Regions from separate parts of the Macaca mulatta genome. Here region 1 is linked to region 2. The links are chromatin contacts, called in public Hi-C maps. All regions are on one chromosome and are shown on one strand. The core of a region is the stretch at or near the end of the contact, and the rest is flanking DNA. Distances in the headings are between cores, read along the strand shown.

The links. Hi-C and Micro-C count contacts between places; a contact is called where the count stands out from the background.
Region 1: a contact with region 2 is called in a Hi-C map of fetal cortex germinal zone, with 2.3 times the contacts expected there. The contact joins the promoter of PTBP1 here to the promoter of RNF126 in region 2. A contact is called at or near these places in 2 of 14 Hi-C or Micro-C datasets (fetal cortex germinal zone and liver).

The regions. Positions count from the first base shown.
Region 1 is chr19:1,447,758-1,452,189 of T2T-MMU8v2.0, forward strand. It overlaps PTBP1 (polypyrimidine tract binding protein 1), which reads left to right and starts at 2,967. Exons shown (of 13, transcript XM_077978778.1): 1 at 2,967-3,189. The coding sequence starts at 3,051.
Region 2 is chr19:1,316,064-1,320,680 of T2T-MMU8v2.0, forward strand. It overlaps RNF126 (ring finger protein 126), which reads right to left and starts at 2,089. Exons shown (of 9, transcript NM_001261265.1): 1 at 1,933-2,089. The coding sequence starts at 2,007. All of the region lies in intron 1 of PALM (paralemmin), which reads left to right.

The sequences.
Region 1 (4,432 bases), core at 1,717-4,216, 130 kb after region 2:
CCTGCTTGTACCTGCTATCTCCCTCTGAGCTTCAGGTGGTGGGTGGGGCTGAGGGGCAGCCCCCAAGAGAGAAATCCACATCCGGAACCCCGGAACGTGTGTGAACAGGGCTTCATTCGGAAAAACAGTCTTTGAAGGTACCATTAAGTGTCTTGACATGAGACCATCCTGGAGTAGGCAGGTAGACCCTAAATTCTGGGACATACACTCTCGTTTTTATTTTTACCCGTCTTTTAAGACAGAGTGTCACTCTGTTGCCCAGGCTGGAGTGCAGTGGCATAATCTAGACTCACGGCAGCCTCCGCCTCCCACGTTCAAGTAATTCTCCTGCCTCAGTCTCCCCAGCAGCTGGGATTACAGGCGCGAACCACCATCCCCGGCTAATTTTTTTTTTTTTTTTTTGAGACAGAGTCTCGCTCTGTCGCCCAGGCTGGAGTGCAGTGGCGCGATCTCGGCTCACTGCAAGCTCCGCCTCCCGGGTTTACGCCATTCTCCTGCCTCAGCCTCACGAGTAGCTGGGACTACAGGCGCCGCCACCTCGCCCGGCTAGTTTTTTTGTATTTTTAGTAGAGACGGGGTTTCACTGTGTTAGCCAGGATGGTCTCGATCTCCTGACCTCGTGATCCGCCCACCTCAGCCTCCCAAAGCGCTGGGATTACAGGCGTGAGCCACCGTGCCCGGCCTTAATTTTTGTATTTTTAGTAGAAACGGGCTTTCACCATGTTGGCCGGGATGGTCTCAGTCTCTTGACCTCGTGATCTGCCTGCCTCGGCCTCCCAAAGTGCTAGGATGACAAGCGTTTGTTTTCGTTTTTGTGTTTTAGAGATGGAGTTTCACTCTTGTTGCCCAGGCTGGGGTGCAATGGCGCAATCTTGGCTCACTGCAACCTCTACCTCCCGGGTTCAAGCGATTCTCCTACCTCAGCCTCCTGAGTAGCAGAGGTTACAGGAATGCACCACCACAGCCGGCTAATTTTTGTATTTTTAGTAGAGACAAGGTTTCTCCATGTTGGCCAGACTGGTCTTAAACTCCGGCCTCAGATGTGATCCACCCGCCTTGGCCTCCCAGAGTGCTGGGGTTACAGGTGTGAGCTACCAAGCCCGGCCAGACACTGTCTTAAAAAAAATAAAAATAAGAAAAGGAACTGGACGGGTGGCTGGTGATGTGAGCCTTGCTGGGTAAAGGGTGGCCTTGGGCTTATACTTGGAGCAAGACAGGAGCCCTGGTGGGGCCACGATCGGAAGTGGGTTTTAACACAATTCCGATGGGTTAGACCGGGGCTTGGAACCTGCTGGTCTCTACCACTGCCAGCTGCCACTCAGACCCCTGGCCCCTCCCTGTCTGTGCTCAGGATGGGGCCCATCCCAGGCACCCCAAGAACAGACAGCAGCGACTTGCTCTGGTGGTGTGAGGATGGGGGTCTCCAGGGGAGCAAATCCACAGTAACACGCTGGGCTTCTCCCAGATGGGCTGCAGACGGCTCTTGGTGAGTCTCCGTTGACCGGCTGGTTCAGGCCAAAGGACCTCGCCACGGAGCTCGGCGGCCACCCCTAATCCCGGCTGGAATCCTCTGGCTCCGGATGCCCGGCGGGGCTCCAAGTCTCCTGGGCCCACACCAGGCCCCGGCCTGAAACACGCTGGAGGGGCAGGGCGCTGGGCTCGTTTGGATTTGGGGAAAGGAGAATTGTCATGTCTTCTCCCTCCGTAGGTTGCTGCCAATGAAAAACCCTTTTGAGTATGGACGAAATCTCACTAAGTCTATTTAGGGAGCAGCGTGGACTCCGGGCTGGGAACTGCGCCAGCCGGATGCCCACCGTCTGAGGCTTTCAACCACAGCCCCGTTTGGGTTCCAGGTGTGGAGGGCTGGGGTCATCCCCTCACCCTGGGGTGGCTCCCAAGCTGCTGACCTGGCTTCCCTGACGGGCATCCCTACAGCTCTGTCCGACTCTTCATGCGATCAGCGCTCCCGGGAACATATACTTTGGGGTGTTTTCTGATGCTGGGATGGTGGCCCGTGAGGCAGGGAACCTCCTGGTGACCCTGCTGGGCCCGGCCCTGTTTCCCCAGCCGTAGGGTGGCAGCCTCGAACTATACAAGGTCCAGGCCACAGTTTCCTTAGCTGTAGGTCGGTGGGCTGTGCACTGTACGGGGCTTGGGCCTCAGTTTCCCCAGCTGTAAGTGGGCGGCCGTGGACTGTGTGTGGCTTGGGCCTCAGTTTCCCTAGCTGTAGGTGGGCGGCCTCGGACTGTACAGGGCCTGGGCCTCAGTTTCCCCAGCTGTAGGCGGGGAGGCCATCGACTGTGTGTGGCCCGGACCTCAGTTTCCCCAGCTTTAGGCCGTTGGCGGCGGACTATACAAGGTCCAGGCCTCAGTTTCCCCAGCTGCAGGCTGGCGGCCGCGGACTGTGCGGGGCCCGGGACTCAGTTTCCCTATCCCCGCAGTCGGGATTCGCTGTTTCGGGCGAACAAAGGACGGTCGGGGGTGACCCTGAATCATGGCGCGTCCGCAGTCTCTGTGGCCACTGTGGAAACAGCCCTGGCGAGTCCGGGACGCGACGCGGCCTTTCCCTCCCCGCGCGATCACCCAGACGTGAACGCTCAGTTTGAATCGGACTTTTTGGCCATGTGCCCACAAGCAACATGGAGCCCTGCGGGTTTCCTGCCCGACTCCAAGATGGCGACGCGACTCCCTTTGCCCTCATGGCCCAGGCCGGGGGGTCCTGCCCACTTGCAAGATGGCGGCAGCCTGGGCCAAGCACGCTTCCCTCCGCCTGACTCGCCACGTACCCAATCTCAAGATGGCGTCTCCCGCAAAGCCACGCGCCAGACGGCGGCTTGCTCACTGGCTCAGACGCCGTCACGTGCGCCCACTTTCTCTCCCTCCCCCGACTCCATAGGCCGTTTCCGCCTTCGGCCTTGACGAATGACCGCCTCCGCCAATAGGCGCCTTCGATTCCTCTGAGTCCCGCCCCCGGGAGACATTCTGGCCAGTGGGAGCCGCTGGCGGGGGCCCGCGGGGCTCTCCCCGCCCCCGGGCTGCGGCGAGAGCCAATGGGCAGCGCGCGCGGGGGACGTGTGCGGGCGTCTCCGCCATTTTGTGAGTCTATAACTCGGAGCCGTTGGGTCGGTTCCTGCTATTCCGGCGCCTCCACTCCGTCCCCCGCGGGTCTGCTCTGTGTGCCATGGACGGGTGAGTCGCACCTCGCCCCGCGCCCCGCCGCCCTCCCCGCGCTGCAGCCCTGCCCCCGCCGCCGCGCCGGCCTCCCCGGCGCCGATCTCGCCGCCGCCCGGGCGGGAGGGGCGGCGGGCTCTCCCCTTCCTCTCCGCGTGGCGGGCGCGGGCTCGGGGCGGGCCAGGGGTTTCCCGGGGATCTGGCCGCGTCCCCGTTCCCGTCCCCCGCCCGGCCCGCTTCCGGCCCCCGCGCGCCCCGTCCCGAGCGCACGCGGCCTCCCGCGCCCCTCCCCCTCCGCGCGCGGCCCCGCACTTCGCCTTTGCCCCGCCTCGGCGGCGCGCGGCCCTTCCCGCTTCCCGTCCGGCCCTTGCGCGCCCGCTTGGATGGCCCTTCCCGCCTCCCGTCCGCGCTCCTCGTGCGCCTGCGTAGCCCGTCGCGCGTCCCCGTTGGCCCCAGCGCGCGTGCGCGGCTGCCGTCGGGGGCGCGCGCCTTTCCCGCCTCCCGGACTCTGCCCCCGGCGCAGCCCCGGAAGCGCAGGCGGGGCTAGGGCGGCCGCCGGGAGGGAAAGCCGGCGCCGGGGCCTCGCCGCGGGCTGGAGGGTCTGCGCTCCCCGCCCTGCCCCCCGTGCGCCCTGGGCCGTGGCCAAGGGTTTCGGCGATCTCAGGAGAGAGGCGGCCTCCCCGGGGTCGGAGGGTCCTCTCCAGGGACCCCCGCGGGCGCCGTCATGGGGAGGGCCTTTCCGGCTCTCTGGCTGCGGCAGCCTTTCCGGGCGGCTTTGCGGGGCGGGCTTCCCCTGGGAGGGGTGGGAGCCCCTCCAGAAAGGCCGTGTCCCGCCGAGCGCTTCCTGCGCGAGGCCCTCCTTGGGAATAGGAAGCGGGAGAGGCGGGAGATGCTTCGCATTCTTTCCGTTTTCCTGAGAAGTTTTTCTTGGGCCCAGTTACATTTAAAAGTCTGTTAGGACGTGCTCCGTGCAGTCCGTGGTGTCACAGCGAGGAGGCGCGGCCCTAGAGTGGGTCTGGAGCCCTTGGCATGCGTCGGGGCAGGTGGGTCCTGCAGACGGCGAGCCGGGGCTTCCCGCTCTCGTCCCGGCGCCGCGGGCTTGGGGCCGCGCACTCGCCTCCCGGAGTGAGGCAGGTCCGGGGGCTGCGCTTCCTTCCGACGCGCGCTCCGAGTCACTGAGGCCCCCGCCGGGAGTTGCAGTGGCGCCGTGGGGAGCTCCCTGTTGGGTCGGGAGCTGGCCGGGGCTGAAGGGGGGGCCTCG
Region 2 (4,617 bases), core at 839-3,338:
ACCACAACTACCTGTCACCACTGAGATCCTGTGACCACAGGAAAGCCTCGCCAGGCCCAGTGACAGTCAGAGGAGGTCAGGGTCCTCCCTGTCCAAGGCCACCAGTCCTGTGCAGGCTCCAGGAGCAGCTAAGTGTGCAGCCAGGTCAGGGCAGCGTCGGCCCCCCCGCCACAGCCACCACTTCGGCCTTCCCGGGGGCCTCCCAGGGCCTGTCCCACGGCTCACAGCGGCTGCGAGGGGCTGCCCTGCAACTCACCCAGGCAGGCAGGCTGTCAGGCAACCAGCCCCTCCTGTCACGGCCAGTGGGGACAGGAAGCGAGCGAGACCCCTGGGAGACAGAGGAGCAAGGCAAGGCTCAGTCTCAGCCCCAGAGCCTTCACCCCACATCCGAGATTTCACTTTATTTGTTCCTCCTGCGGGGGAGGGGAAACCCGGTGGCTTCAGTAGAGAGGAAACCACACCTCTCTCTCCACTTCTGGGCCTGGCACCGCTGTCCTGCCATGCCCCACTCTAGCACTCGTTTCTCCTCTGTGACCCCAGCCAGGCGGCTTCTCCCGACTCCCTCCAGCCCCTTCCTGGGTCTCTGCACTGCTTGTTGGGGGCTTGGGCTCCCCTTAGGGGTCAAAGCGTAGCAACAGCCAGGCGGCAACGCACACAGCACAGTAAATCCTCAATGCCTGCAGTCTCTTCCCCTGGGCACGGGGTGGGGAGTCCAGACCCCTCCACCTCCTGCAGCTGCTCCCCTCAAGCTCGTCAAGCGGCTCCGGACTGAGCCGGCTCTGCCCCTTTCCTGCTGAGCCACCACAGGCCTCAGTTTCCCCATCTATCAAGCAGGCGTGGCTCGACTAAATCACCACTTCCCACGTCAGCCTGGGGAAGGGGAACACGGGTTAAAAATGCAGACCACCGCCGGCCACGGTGGCTCACATCTGTAATCCCAGCGCTTTGGGAAGCTGAGGCAGGAGGATCGCTTGAGCCCAGGGGTTCAAGACCAGCCTGGGCAACACAGGGAGACCGTGTTCCTAAAAATAATATTAAAAATACAGACTGCTGAGCCCATTCCACACCGACTGACTCCGAAACCCTGGAAAAGGGGCCTGGAAATAGCACGTCCGACCAGCACAGCTCCCACCTCCCCCAAGGTGACATCAGGGCCGCGTGGGGAACCTTGCCCTGAACGAGCAGGAAGTAGCACTCGGAACGCCCAGGCCCAGGGTCCTCCCGGGCGAGGGGTGGCTGTAAACACCTCGAGGAGGAGGGGGCTGCCCGGCCAAGCCCCGGTAGGGGAAGAACGCAGGCTCCGGTCACAAAGCCCCGCCGGCGGGCCGCGCTCGGACCCCGGGACGGTGCCTGGAGCCTCCCGGGCCTGGGCCTGCCTCCAAGGCGGCGGCCAGGGCTCCACAAGGCGAACCTGCAGCGAGGCGCCGGCGCCCCAGACCACGCGCTCGGCGGGGGTCCCCTGGCGTTATTCTCGGGGTCCGAGCCCCGCCATCCCCTCCTCCAGGCCCCGCCAGGCCTGGCCCCTGCCCTGCGCCGCGCCACCGAGCAATACCCTCTCTCTGCTCGCCAGGCCTCAGTTTCTCCGTTTGCAAAACCAGGCTCACCGGACTCGGAGGTCCCACCTGGGATCCTCGCGGCCTCTCGGGTCGGGAACGCCGCGGATGTGGGGTCACCCAGCCGCGATCCCGCTGCGCCGCTCCGGCCAGGCCCCGCCTCCCGCCCAGGCCTCAGTTTCCCGCATGTGCAGGACGGGGTTCGCGCCCGCACCGCCCGGGTTCCCCGCGGATCCAGCCTGGGCCGGCGCTGCCCCGAGCCTCAGTTTCCCTATCTTGGCCAGCTCGCGCAAGCGACCCCCACCCCGGCCCCGGCCTCGGCCTTGCCTCAGGCCTGTGGCACAGACCCTGTCGCCCGTCGCCCTGGCCCGGGCCTCACCGGCAGGCGCGGGACGATCTCCACGGAGCAGCAGTGGCAGAAGTACCGTCCGGGCTGCGGCGACGCCTCGGCCATGGCCGCCGCCGCCTACTCCGCGCCGCCCGCCCCCCGCGCGGCGCCCGCCGCCGGCCGTTTGCTGCTCCCTCGCCGGCCGACGCGCCCGCGCACGCTCACGCACGGCACGCACGGCACGCGGGGCGGAGAGCGGACGCGGGAGCGGCGTAGGCTGCGCACTCGGCCGGCCGCGGACAGGGCGACGGTGGCCGCTGAGAGACAAAATAGGCCCGGCCGTTGGGCGGGGCTCCGGGCGGGGGCGGGGTTCCAGCGGGGGTGGGGCTTCCGACGGGGGCGGGGCCAAGTCCAGGCGGCGGAAGAGACGAGGAGCGGGGCCTGCGCGAGATGGAGCCGAGGCCCTCCTAGTCTCCCGAAGCTGCCAGGGTCCTCGTGTCCCTCAGTGCTTCCCTACCTCATCGCCTTCTCCCTTCATGGTGCTTCAGCCCACTGTCCCCACTGTTCCTGGGGCTCGCCAGGCGCCCTCTCCCCGCCCCCTCCCGGTGCAGCGCTCCCCCAACCCCCACGTGGCTTTCTTCCAGGTCTTTGCTCAAATGTCAGCTTACAAGGGCTCCTCTGCTGCCCTCCTGCCCCGTGGCACCGTCAGGTCAGCTGCGCAGCGAAGGGATTGTTGGACCCACAGCAGCGACTGACACACAGCAGGCATTCCCTCAGCGCTGCGGAATACAGGCAGACAGGGGCTCAGGGCGCTGCCTGGGCCTGGCTGGGACCCGTGGGGTCAGATAGAGGCTGAGGTCCGTGGCTTGTGGCCCTGTTTCCAAGATGCTCCGGAGGCTGACGGCCCAGGGGCCTCCCGGGTGCGGAGAGGGCAGGAAACCTAACCCCCACTTCCAAATTTAATCAGTAGACACGGTATCAACACCCAGCGCAGGCCAGGATCATGTCTGAGGTTCGTTCTGGCCCAATCATGCATGTATTTGTTTTTTTTTTTTTTTTTATACAGAGTCTGACTCTGTCACCCAGGCTGCAGTGCAATGGCACAGCCTCGGCTCACTGCAACCTCCACCTCCTGGGTTCAAGCGATTCTCCCGCCTCAGCCTCCCGAGTAGCTGGGACTAAAGGTGTGTGCCATCACACTGGCTAATTTTTGTATTTTTAGTAGAAACGGGGTTTCACTATATTTAGCCAGGCTGGTCTCGAACTCCTGAGTCATGATCCGCCCACCTCGGCCTCCCAAAGTGCTGGGATTACAGGCGTGAGCCACCGCACCCGGCCTCATGCATGTATTTCTTTATTCACTCAACGCTCATTGAGCACCTACTGCATACCAGACCCTATGCTGAAGGCACGCAGAGACCCCCGGCCCCATGAGATTGGACCAGAGTATGGGACTCAGGGGTGACCCCAGCTCTGCCTCGGGAGAGAGAAAGGGCTTCCGAGGGGAAAGGACATTGGAACCAGGGTTTTGAGGGATGAACAGGATTTGACTGGAGTTGGACTTCCTGCAAAGTGAGGCATTGGAGCCAGACTGTTGAGGAATTAAGAGTTGGAGCCTGTGCATTGAAGGGTTTTTTGTTTGTTTGTTTGTTTTGTTGTTGTTTGGTTTTTAGAGATGGAGTCTGGCTCTGTCGCCCAGGCTGGAGTGCAATGGCACGATCTCGGCTCACTGCAACCTCCGCCTCCCGGGTTCAAGTGATTCTCCTGCCTAAGCTTCCCCAGTAGCTGGGATTACAGGCCGGGCACCACCACGCCTGGCTAATTTTTGTATTTTTAGTAAAGAAGGGATTTCGCCATGTTGGCCAGGCTGACCTCAAACTCCTGACCTCAGGTGATCTGCCCGCCTCGGCCTCCCAAAGTGCTGGCATTACAGGCGTGAATCACCAAGCCCGTCCTGCATTTAGGTTTTTTTTTGTTTTTGTTTTTGTTTTGTTTTGTTTTTTTTGAGACGGAGTCTCGCTCTGTCGCCCAGGCTGGAGTGCAGTGGCGCGATCTCGGCTCACTGCAAGCTCCGCCTCCCGGGTTCACGCCATCCTCCTACCTCAGCCTCCCGAGTAGCTGGGACTACAGGCGCCCACAACCGCGCCCGGCTAATTTTTTGTATTTTTAGTAGAGACGGGGTTTCACCGTGGTCTCGATCTCCTGACCTTGTGATCCGCCCGCCTCGGCCTCCCAAAGTGCTGGGATTACAGGCGTGAGCCACCGCGCCCGGCCCTGCATTTAGGGTTTTGAATGTCGGAGGTTGGGGACGGGCTTGAGCCTCCTTCCTGTCCGTCTTTTCAGCAGCGAGAATCCAGTCATTCCTGCTCTGACCACCAGAGAGCGCACGGGCCCCGTCCCTAGGAATCCAGGAAAACCCCAGGCCGGGGAGGAGCAAGGCTTGCAGATTCAACACCAGGCCTCCCAGACCCAGCCCCTGCACCAGCCTTCGCCCTGCAGAAGTGTAGAAGGAGCAGCAGGCCTGGTTCAAAACGACACCAAACCACGAACTGGCTGTGTGTCCCTGGGCAAGTGGCTTAACCTCTCTGAGCAGGTGGCAGAACCTGAGGGTTTTCCGTTGGCTCGGGGCAGACGTGAGGACCCCTTGAACCTCCTCAGCCCTCCCTATGCTCTGCTGCCTGCCCTGAGTCACCTGCCCCTCACTGACCCCTCTCCAGCCTCACTGGCCGCCTTGGG